3 separate regions of the Mus musculus genome follow, and regions 1 and 2 are each linked to region 3. Evidence: chromatin contacts called from public capture Hi-C and promoter capture Hi-C data. All regions are on one chromosome and are shown on one strand. The core of a region is the stretch at or near the end of the contact, and the rest is flanking DNA. Distances in the headings are between cores, read along the strand shown.

Region 1 (3,766 bases), core at 78-2,577, 2.0 Mb after region 3:
AAGGCTTCCCAGAAACCCCAGCTCCGGATTGAGTCTGCCCTACACCCTGCTCTGTGCTGAATGCCTGCTCTTCCCTCCCCTCCCCTCCCCTCCCCTCCCCACATCTGCACCAGTAGCAGCCTCCAGGTCCAGCCAGCTGCTTGTGCAAGGGGGCAGGGCTCCACCTTGTCCTCAAAGGGGCTGAGATAAAAGGATTTCTCCCATCCAGAGGCAGGGTGCTTTGTGAATGTATTGTTATTTTTTACTTTGCTCAGACTGTACCACAAGCTGGACCTTAAAACCAACAGAAGGCAAGCTGACTGTGGACCCTGAAGGAGCCAGTCCCTGGAGATTGTCCTTCCAAGGACTTTGCTCCAAGAGCAGTCTTCTGTGAATCTGTAGCTTTTGCCTGTGAGTCTGAGAGTCACAGGACACACCGACCCAGCTTTGCCTCCATGGACGCTGGGTCATACTCTGTGGACACATGTTCCCTGCCCTGTGAGACCTGGTGCACCCCAAACACACACACACAAAACCAAACAGAAAAATAGCCTTCCTAGACCCACCACACAGGCCACTGCTGGGACTTTGAGACAGTTATTAAGTCTCAGGAGCCAGAGGGAGGCACCAAATAGAAACAGTCACCCTCATCAGAAACACTGAAGAGGAAGGCTCAGGAGCGACTTTAAACAAGTTGTTTTCTCGGCTGCTCTTTGTGATAAGGGACTCCCTCACTCGCTGTCAGCTAGTGCCAGATGCTGTAGGAGAGCAAGGCCCTTGAAGGAGGCGCAGCCTCTGAATTATTGATCAATGATTAGCAAATGCAATCGAAATTGTAGACTTGATGTTGTGCAGCGATCCATAATTTATGAGTGGACAAAATAGGAGGTAGCGGACGTAGCAGTAGGTGATTTCAGCTCCCATATTGATTACTTAAAACCACAGGAGGTAAGTGTACTGTGACAAATGAACAAAAGCCGACAGCTCCCCGGCTGTCCATCAGCGCAGCCGCGAGCTGGGGAATACTGCGCCCGCGGAAGCAAATGCATTGCCATTGTGTCTCTTTGATCGGTGTGCTGTTCGACCAGACCAAAGGACATATTTGTTTATAATTTATGTATTCTCTCTATAAAAGATTGATAGTGGCCTATTAGATACTCTGGTATCTAAATATCCAGGTAGTTTGTACCTGCGACAGCTGGCGAGGTGTTGTGAAATAATCCAGGTTCGCAGCGGCCGAGAGATGTGGGCGCCTTTCAAGAAGTCCACGGACAGAGACAGGTGCAATGTGAAATGTGCTGAGTAGAGGTTACAAATGTCCGATTCTCACCGACAGTAGCTGGTAATCTGGGGCAGCGTCAGCAGGTGAAAGCCCTCGTTTTCTGGGAAAGGGCAGAAAGGGAGATTCGGAGAACAGTCTTTGATTCCTGAGCTTATAGAATGTGTAATCATAGTCGCAGTTCCAAGTGTGACAGGAGGCAGGGAGGTTACCTAAGGGCAGCAGTGTTCAGTGGGTGTGGAGGCGGACAAGGAACAGGGTCGGGAGTCTTTACAGCTGTCACACCGAGGTGGGCAACCCTGTGGCCAAGGAGAAGAAGCCAGGAAGCTATAGAGGAGCACAGATCCCACAACTGGCAATCACTGACGGGACCCCACAGCTACCTGCTAGTTGTTGATCCTGATAGCACTCAGTCAGGGGACGGAAGCAGCAAGGGGAAGAACAGGGTGTGACTTCCTTCTTGCCTAGGACCTTAGCTTCAGCGCAAGCACTGCTACGTAGTACTTAAGCTTGGCCACTCTCTGACACAGGCCTGTTCTCCTCTACCCTCCAGCCCAGGTTCGTAAGTGGGGGCCCTGAGGTTCACCTCTGTGCATTGGGACAGACCTGGTCTGGCCATGTGTGGAGATCCCTGAGACAGGACACAGAATCAGTGTGGAAGTCACTACTCATGCCTTAACATTGTCGGCTCGTTCAAATGTGACAGATGTCTCTAAGAACTCTTATTTAGGTTTAGACTTACTGTCTGTGTATTTGCTTGCCTGTTGTCTGTTTTGTTTAAATTTTAGAGATAGATTAAAAAACAACTCGGGGAACTGTACCACTTTCCCCACCCCTGAGTTAACAAAAAATAGAGTTGGAAATAGGGAGAAAGATGTTTTAACTCACTTTGCTGCTTAAGGTCTACAAACCCTTAAGAAATGCAATACTGCAAATGACCTTGGCCATCCTGCTGAAAACACTGCTCCTTAGAGCCATTGTGAACCTGTGACTGACTGATAGAAAAACATCCTTGAATTAAAAGGGAATTGCTCCCAGAGCCTCCCAGATCAGTTAGAGACTCCTGCCCTCTATTGTTGTGAAAATGTAAAACAAACAAACCGAAGGCTGTTCTCGCTGCAGCCTCCTGCTTCTGGAAGTAGTTTCTAACTAAAGGGAACTCTTTGGAGCCAGAGTTTACAGAAAGCAGCTGCATACTCCTGTCCTAATTATTGTAAGAGCCAGAAAACCTAGACACCTGCCTGGCACACCTGCCTCATGAACCTCTGAGCTTTCAAAGATGGAAATAGGCCACACACCACCACCCTCCCAGCACCCTGCAGTCTGCACCACAAACCAGGACCCACCTCACCACACACGTGGCCCACACATACACAGTGGCTTGGGACACATATACACACACCACGCACCACACCATGCCTGGGCTTCTCCCACTGTCAGCACTAAAGGCTGTGGCTTGGGAATCCCGAACCACAGTAAATACTGTGTTGGGCTTTGCTTGGTGTCTAAGGTTCCCTTCCTGCATGTCGAGGTGAGCCTCTGCCTCAGGACCTGTGTGTGCACCAAGCCTGTAAAATACGGAGAGCGAACTCATCAGTCACCTTTTTAGTTTCTGAAAATTCTCACCCAGGTTCCCGGCATCCGCAGCCAAACTTCTCTGAACAGCAAAAGCCAGCCCTGACTGCCTTCCAGGAGCTCAGTGACCAGACTCTGTCATAGCTCAGCGGGTGCCATCACTAGGACTCTGTCTTATTTTGAAAGAGTTCGTGGGCACCCTGGAAGACCCCACAAGAACTGGCCACATGCTGTAGCTGTGAGGTGGGAACAATTCTCCAGCTCACTCCCTAGGAATGTGGGTCTAGCTGGACTTTGGGAAGGTGGGGGAACTCAAAGAATGTCGCCCCAGATTCTACCCCTTAGAGTCTCCATGTTGAAAATCCAGTGAGGTTTTTCTTTGTTTGTTTGTTTGCTTGTTTGCTTGATTATTTTGTTTTGTTTTGTTGTTGGGTTTTTGGTTTGGTTTGGTTTTCTGTTTGTTTTTGGTTTGGTTTTGTTTTTGGAAACAGGGTATCTCTATGTATCCTTGGCTATCTTGGAACTTGCTCTGTAGACCAGGCTGGTCTGGAACTCACAGAGATCCACCCGCCTCTGCCTTCCAAGTGCTGGGATTAAAGGTGCACACTACCACCCAGCTTGAACGTCCAATAATATAGGGACTGACCAGCCCAGATTCACATTTGCGCTCAGGTCAAATATGCCAGCTGAGTCTCCCAGCTGCCTGCCAAGCTAGACATGTGATTGGAAGTATCCTGGGGACCATACTAGCTGCCAACTGACCACTGAGCAGCCACTGTGTATGTGTGGGAGACTGGGAGCCCACCCAGCTCAGCCAGCTCTATCAGATATTTTGAATTATAAATGTGACTATTAGCACAGTTTAGTACTGGAAAAGCTGGATTCCAGGTTGTCCTGGAACTAAGGTGAGAGGGACCCAGTACTTCTGACACA
Region 2 (3,832 bases), core at 424-2,923, 1.0 Mb before region 3:
TTCTCAGTTTTTCCACCATGAATCAGCCATTGCTATATCACCCCTGACACACCCTGTCAGACACTCTAACACCACATATATAAAACTAAATATACATGCATTCAACATATCAGTTCTGGGCATTTGGAGAGCTGGGATGGCTAGTCTTGGTGGTCAACTTGACTACATATGGAATGAACAGGAATCCAGAAATAGAGGGTGTGTCTGTTAGGGACGTTTTTGCTTGGTTTGAAGTGGGTGGATCCATTTCTGCTCTGAACCTTTAAGATAAAAAGACATACACCTTTGATCTGGATAGTGAGGTGGGGAGGTGCAACTTTAATCTGGGCCACACCTTCTGCTGGAAGCCTATATAAGGACATGGAAGAAGGAAGCTTTTGTTCTTTGCCTGCTTGCCCTTGCCTTGCTAGCACATCCATTCCTTCACTGACATTAAAGTCTGATTCTTTGGGATTCCAGTGTATACTGAAGACCAGCAAAGACCAGCTGAGACATCCAGTGTCACGGACTGAACTGAGCAACTACTGGATTCTTGGACTCTCTGTTCACTGCCATCCACCATTGGAATAGCTGGACGGCAGCCTATAAGTTATTCTAATAAATTCATATTACGTGTGCGCTCTCTCTCTCTCTCTCTCTCTCTCTCTCTCTCTCTCTAAGTTCTGTTAGTCTAACACAGAGAACCTGTATACATCCCTTGGCATCCCCATTCTCCCTATTTGTCTCTCTCACTTGTCCCCTTGTCTCTCCTTTCATGAAGGTTGAAAGACTTACTTATATTTCTTCTTTTTGTCCTTCAGGACTGGTTTTCATATCAAATTCACCACCCCTTTTAATTGAATTGTGAAATGTTCCTTTTCTAGCACTTAAAAGTGTCTGCAGAAGTTTGAAATAATTTGTTCTTTAATGTTTGATTAATTTAAAAAGTGAGTTGAAAAGTACCTAGGGCTTAGGTATTTCCTTCTTTCCTTCCTCCCTCCCTCCCTCCCTCCCTTTTTTCCTTCTCTCTTTCCTTCTTTCTTTTCTTTTTGAAAGTGATTGTTGTCTCCTGGCCAGTTTTAAAAAGCATGGCTCTATTTTGACTTTCCCACTTAAATACATTTTCTTATTATGTATTGTGTGTCTGTGTATGCCGTGTGTGGGCATACCTGTGACACAGTACCTGTCTGGAGGTCAGAGGGCAGCTTATAGAATTCTGTTCTCTCCTCCTGCCATGTAGGATTCTGGAGACCAAACTCAGGTTGTCGGGGTTAGCAGCAAGCGTCTTCACCCACTGAACCATTTCACTGGGCCCAGATAATTATCTTTTAAAGAAAATTGCTTACATCTCGCAAGCTTTCCAGATTATGAACATACAAGGTCCACTGTATCTAAATTCTTGTCCTTCAATCTAGCTTTCTTTACTTCCCTGATGAGACTTGTTTTTTCTTTACTGAGAAAAGCTAGGTACCAGCTAAGAGTTTTCATTTTTGCCCCTTTACACATGCCTTTGCTGTGTTTTCCAGGTTAACATTTCCCACACACACAGTTCAGAAGCTTCCAAGCGGGTTTTCCCTTCAAAGGCTTACCCCGTCTCTTGCCCCGCCCATAGCGCCCGGGCCCCGCCCCCAGGAGGCCCCGCCCCCGAGGAAACGGATGTGGGCTTCCGGAAGCCGGAAGCGGGCGAGCACTGTGGACCCGGAGTCGCTCGGAGCTGAGGCTAAGAGGCGGGCGGAGCCGGCGATGGCGGAGAAGTTTGACCATCTGGAGGAGCACCTGGAGAAGTTCGTGGAGAACATTCGGCAGCTCGGCATCATCGTCAGCGACTTCCAGCCCAGCAGCCAGGCGGGGCTGAGCCAGAAGCTGTGAGTGACGGCCCGGCAGGGCTCGGCGCGTCTGTGCGAAGCCCCTGCCCGCCGGCCTTGGGGACCCCACTGGGGCTCTAACGTTCATCCCGGGTCCCCGAGGGGAGGCCGGTTCTATCCTGACCGGACCTCACAGGGGAGGCGAGTTCCGTCCTGACCGGGGCGGACGGGCTCCATCCTGACCCCACTGGAGGCCGGTTCCACCCTGACTCCACTGGGAAGGAGGATCTGACCGCACAGGAGAGGAGGCTCAGTCATGACCCCGCTGGGATAGAGGTAGCTCTAGGTCCATCCTGGCCGGACGTGGAAGGCCGGTTCCACCCTGACCCCATAGGGGAGGAGGATCCCTCCTGACCCCACAGGGGAGGCTGGCACCACTCTGACCCTACAGGACAGTCTGGGACTACCCTGATGCCGTAAGGGGAGGTAGGCACCACGGACACTCCACCCCACCCCACCGCACTGGGGAGGTTGACTTCACACCTCAGGGGGGCCCTGAGCCACCTGCTGCATAGGCCTCGCTGTGGAAGAAGGCCACCACAGAGGGTTGATTTCTTGACAGTATCTTGTGTAGGCCTTGGAATGGCCTACAGGGAAACAACACAGTGTTCAGGAGAAGGCCTCACCGCTTATATATGGGACACTTTCCAGGGATCTGGAGTGGTTCTGGAGGGAGCCGAGGTTCAACCCACTAGGGATGGGCTTTTTCCTTGCTGACTGTGGGTACTGCACTTAAACTGGAGCCCACTTCTCCACGCTGTCTACCCTGAAACTCCATTCAGTGACATGCACTCCAGAAAGCTCTGCTCTCTCTTCACCTCCTTTCTGAGTTTAGAAGGGAAAAATTAAGCATCTGAACATATTTTGTAAGTCCAAAGGTGTCCCCAGAATCCCGTGGCAATTAAGGGTTCAGGTGTGTGCAGCATTAGGGAGGAAGAAGCCTGTTAAGGTAGCTAGCGCCAGTCTCCCGACTTCCCTCTGATCCCAGCCACTGAGCTGCCTTGGTGCTGGTGCTCCTGGGTTAGGAAGGTAACATGAAGGTACAGGCAGAGCAGACAGGTAGTCAGGTTCATCTGGGAGAAGGAAGCCAGCATAGCCCTAGCTGAGACACGGCCAGTCCTGCCTCTAGTGTCTGGACCTGGAAGCCGCCTCTCTGTGTTCCCACCCAGGGGAGACCCTTTTCTGGAATGAGAGACTGCCCAAGAAACCATCTCTACCCACAGTTCAGTCTCTTAAAGCTGGGTACAGGATTGTGTCTCACTTGGGATGTTTACTAAGGTATAGAGTTGTGGTCTTGCCCCTCAAGGAGGGCTTTGTGGGATGGGAACAAGCTGGCGCATTGCCTAGACCAGAGCCTGCTGTGACTGGCCTTGTTCTCTTATCCAGTTCCCGTGGCTATCTCATACCCAGCTGCCACCTCAGTTATCTGCCCCGGTGTCCTTGACCTTGGCCGTTTTAACCCTCAGGAATTGAAGCACAGTGGCCAGTGCCGTGTAGGGGTGTGCTGTGCTGTCCTCTGAACTAACCACGTACCCCACTCTGCCTTTTTCCCAGAAACTTTATTGTTACGGGCTTACAGGACATAGATAAATGCAGACAGCAGCTGCACGATATCACGGTGCCTCTGGAAGTTTTTGAGTAAGTATCACTGGGTCTCTCTGATTCTTGGTTAGCTGTGAGTGCCAGTGAGAGGGAGGGAGGCGAGGCCCAGGTGCCACAGGCAGGACCACCAGTCTTCTAGGGTTGTAGTAGGCTAATGGGGTTAAAAAAGGATAACTCTCTCTCCAGTGTTGTGTTGTTGAGAATAGTGTCACATGAAAATATAAAAACATGCTTCCGAGTTCAGTGGAGAAAGGCCTTCAGGCCACAGGAAAACCTCATAATTCTTAAGAGCTATACCTGGGTGTGATGGCATAAGCCTTTGATCTCAGCACTTGGGAGGCAGAGGCAGATGGATCTCTGACTTGGAGATAAGTTTGGCCTATAGA
Region 3 (3,891 bases), core at 7-2,506:
CTGGCTCGCCTCTGGTCGCCATTTCTGCTAACAATCTCAAGCTAATTCATCCCAGGAAAGGACAGGGTGAGTAAAATCCTGCATTTGCTGTGGACCCAGCACAAACCTCCTAGCAAGTGCAATGGCCTGCTTTCTCAGTCACCAGGTGTCATTGCTAGGACACCTCACAGGGGAAACCCACTTGTGAATCACTGAGGTGGCTGAACCTTGCAGAAGACTTGAATTCGAGTTCATGTTCAAGGAGGTCCAGGACACATCCTTTGGATGTCCCCTGTGCTATTAATTAACATTAAAGCGATATTAATGAGGTTGCCTTCTGTCTCCTCCTGTGACAGTCAAAGTGGAGAAAGCTTCAATGTGAAAGAAAGGAGAGGGGGGAAGATGCTGGAGTGGGGACTACGTTGCTTATAATAGATTTGGTGTATACATTAATGATGTCAATATATAGAGTGATCTGGAGTCTTCCTACACCCAGATATCTCACTCCCCCAATGTAACTCTGGCTAGCCATTATCATTTTACTAGGAAATAGGATACAGACGTTGGTCGGAAGTCATTCTTGAGCATGATCTTGTGCTCGAAATGAATAGAAAGAGCAAGATAGCATCTTCAAAGCTTTTGGCGTCCTGAGTCCCAGGAGACTTGCAGACCAGCATAGGGGGTTGCTGGCTGCTTACCTGTGAGGAACCGAGAGCCCCCACCGCGCGAACTTACCACCGGTTTCCAGCCAGCTGGACCCAGAGAATGGGGGAGGCTGCGGGTCTTCCGGGCTCCCAGACGCTGCAGCTGCGAGTCCCAGGGCGCACGCAGGTGTCTGCTAGGGGGAAAAAAAAAACGAGGACACCTCAGTGAAAATGCGGGCACTGCAGAGCTCAGCCAAGGGCGGAATGCACTTGCAGCCATCAGACTCTGCTGGTCCTAGCGCCAGGACTCACCTGCTCACTGACCTGCGCCAGCAGCAGCACCCAGAGCGCAGCACAACCTCGGGACTCCATGGCCCCGGTGCCCGAGGGCTCACAGGACTCAGCTCAGCAGTCTAGACTGGGTCACTGGATAGTCCCGGTGTTAGCAGTATGCTAGGGTGCAAAGGACCGACCCGGCAAAATCGCAGGGTTTCCAGGCAGCGATTCCACCATGCACATCAGAGTTATCACTGCAGCTTCGTTCGGCACCGGGAGGTGGAGTGGCAGTGGTGGCGGGGGGCGGCAAAGCACCCGCAGCAACCAAGGGACAGCAGGGAGGAGGGTAGAGAAGGAGAGGGCAGGACTAGGGAGGGCAAAGGAGAGGAGAGGGGAGGGGATAGAGGAGGGAGTAAAGCAGGGAGGAGGGGTACCAGGAGGAGGAGGAGGATAAGGGAGGAGTGGCAGGGAGAGGAGATGAAGCAGACTCATGGTAAGTACTGGGCATCCTTCACGCCTATGACCCAGCAGGAAGGTGTTTTGTCCACCTACATGAGAACTTGGGGTAGAGACAAGGCCAGGACACAGTCATATCTAGCTGTTCACCCCTGTGCTTTTGTGGAAAACTGTCTTGGTGTGTTACTCCAAAGTCCTCTGCCACCTGCCACCGCTGCAGCTCTGTGGGACTTCTCACTTAAGGGCAAGATTGAGCTGCATAGAGACAGGCATCCAGCATTCATTGTTCTCTAGTCCATCCCCTGGTTACAGACCCTCTGGCCTTCCCTTCTAGTGGGAGATGTATAGGGAGGAATGTATCTGCTTATGAATGAATGTGAGTCCTTAGTTGCCTGGGGCACGTGAAGAAAAGGGGTGAATGGAGGCGGGGCGGGGCAGGGCAGGGCAGGGTAGGGCAGGCTATGAGGAAGCTGGGTTTCTTTCTCACGCCTCTAATTTTTCATTGGACAGCAGTGGCCAATTTCAGATTCACTTTAGACTCTGGCTGACCTGCTGGGAGAGCAGGTGTGAGGCCACTGGGTTCCCAGAGCATCCTAGTAGGAAGTCTAGGAGCCCCAGCCTAGACCAGACCAGGTCTATCCAAGACAACCAGCGAATGCCCTCTCTCCAGCCCTGCGTCCTGGTCCATCATGACCTGAGTATGTGTTTGAGTATGAGCGTCTTTTGTGACCATCAGTGACTGAGAGTGTCTGCTGCAGGGTGGGTACAGATACAGACAGCACTGAGCGCACGGGTAGATGTTTCTACACGCGGGACTGCCAATGACTGTCCATCCCAGCAGCTGCACTCCACTTCCTTCTGCCGGTTGGTCTCACATCTCAGGCTCCCTCCAGCTGCCATTCTAGGGTCCCTCATTTGCAGTCACACTGACCTTGCCTGGTTTGCAAGGCTGAGAAGGGGGATGGCATGTGGAGCAGTGGCTGCAGTTTTCAGGGTGCTCACTCCAGCCTACACTGAGCTGAGATGCCCCAGAGTGGCTCTTTATAAGCCTGAATGAAGTGTCATACATCTCAGAAAGGACAGGGCGGAATCAAGATGAACTGATCTGTGTATGCATATCCCTCTCTCTCTCTCTCTGCTCCCTCCCTTTCTCTCTCAGTCGTTCATATGAAAAATATTGTCAAAGAGTACAGTTTTGTTGACTTACTGTTTCATTCTTTTATAATTCCACGCACCTACACTATGTTCTTTTATTAAAGCCTCCCATTATCTCCTGTTAAGTCCCCTCTATTCCACCTGGTCTCTCTTGTTCTATTGTTCCCAAGTGTGTCTGTCTGTCTGTCTGTCTGTCTGTCTGTCTCTCTCTGTGTGTATGTGTCTGTGTATGCACACATGAGAGAGGTGGGAGGAGAGCAGAGAGAAAGAGAGTGTGTGTGTGTGCATGTCTTAGTTAGGGTTTTACTGCTGTGAACAGACACCATGCATGACCAAGGCAACTCTTATAAGGACAACATTTAATTGAGGCTGGCTTACAGGTTCAGAGGTTCAGTCCATTATCCTCAAGGTGGAAGCATGGCAACATCCAGGCAGGCATAGTGCAGGAGGAGCTGAGGAGTCTTCATCTGAAGGCTGCTAGGATAATACTGGCTTCCAGACAGCTAGAATGAGGGTCTTAAAGCCCACACCCACAGTGACACACCTACTCCAAGAAGGCCACATCTTCTAATAGTGCCACTCCTTGGGCCTATAATATCCAACCATCAGAGAGGGGAGAGGGAGAGGGAAAGGGAGAGGGAGAGGGAGAGGGAGAGGGAGAGGTAGAGGGAGAGGGAGAGGGAGAGGGAGAGGGAGCGAGGGAGCGAGGGAGCGAGGGAGAGAGGGAGCGAGGGAGAGAGGGAGAGATGGAGAGAGGGAGAGAGGGAGAGAGGGAGAGAGGGAGAGAGGGAGAGAGGGAGAGAGGGAGAGAGGGAGAGAGGAAGAGAGAACTGAATTAGGGCTTCCTGAATGAAGATGAAGATTAGCTACTGAGACATGGGCAATGTACCAGTGGCTATGTCACTAAGAAAGATGGCTTTCTCACTCCTATGACCTTTAGCTATCTGTAGTCCCTACAGGAGGGGAGGGACTGATAAGGCTTGTCTGCAATGGAACTTTGATGAAGCCAGTCTTATGAAGGTTTCATGAAAGCAGTCATGGATGCTGAATTCACCATACCTATCTGCCAGGCAAGAATTATCCACCAGTCCACTAGTGGTGTGACTGCTACAGGTATAGTCATGTGTTTTCTTGTTGGATTTGAGGCCCACTACACCCGAGGAAATCATACTTGATACTATCTGATCAAAGCTCAGCTGGGGATGTCAGAAACCCGAGGAAAAAAATCTACGACTGCTAAATAGTGTCAAACGGACTTCTAAGTTTTTATGTTTACACTCATTGTCTTAGGGTTTCTGTTGCTGTGATAAGACACTACAAGGAAAATAAATCAACGTGGAGAACAAAGGGTTTATTTCACCTCACAGCTTGTATTACAAGA

What was found. Promoter capture Hi-C pulls out the DNA fragments that hold promoters and counts their contacts. Capture Hi-C pulls out chosen DNA fragments and counts their contacts.
Region 1: a capture Hi-C map of embryonic stem cells shows a contact between it and region 3, with 5 times the contacts expected there. The contact joins the promoter of D730050B12Rik here to the promoter of Adamts16 in region 3. A contact is called at or near these places in 1 of 39 promoter capture datasets (hippocampal neurons) and 1 of 9 other capture datasets (embryonic stem cells).
Region 2: a promoter capture Hi-C map of hematopoietic stem and progenitor cells shows a contact between it and region 3. The contact joins the promoter of Med10 here to the promoter of Adamts16 in region 3. A contact is called at or near these places in 2 of 39 promoter capture datasets (hematopoietic stem and progenitor cells and hippocampal neurons).

What each region holds. Positions count from the first base shown.
Region 1 is chr13:72,815,436-72,819,201 of GRCm38.p6, forward strand. D730050B12Rik (RIKEN cDNA D730050B12 gene) reads right to left here and starts at 1,328. Exons shown (of 4, transcript NR_046196.1): 1 at 1,169-1,328.
Region 2 is chr13:69,808,209-69,812,040 of GRCm38.p6, forward strand. It overlaps Med10 (mediator complex subunit 10), which reads left to right and starts at 1,674. Exons shown (of 4, transcript NM_138596.2): 1 at 1,674-1,844; 2 at 3,399-3,482. The coding sequence starts at 1,723.
Region 3 is chr13:70,840,555-70,844,445 of GRCm38.p6, forward strand. It overlaps Adamts16 (a disintegrin-like and metallopeptidase (reprolysin type) with thrombospondin type 1 motif, 16), which reads right to left and starts at 1,257. Exons shown (of 23, transcript NM_172053.3): 1 at 936-1,257; 2 at 715-817. The coding sequence starts at 995. It overlaps Gm36529 (predicted gene, 36529), which reads left to right. Exons shown (of 4, transcript NR_167928.1): 1 at 1-66.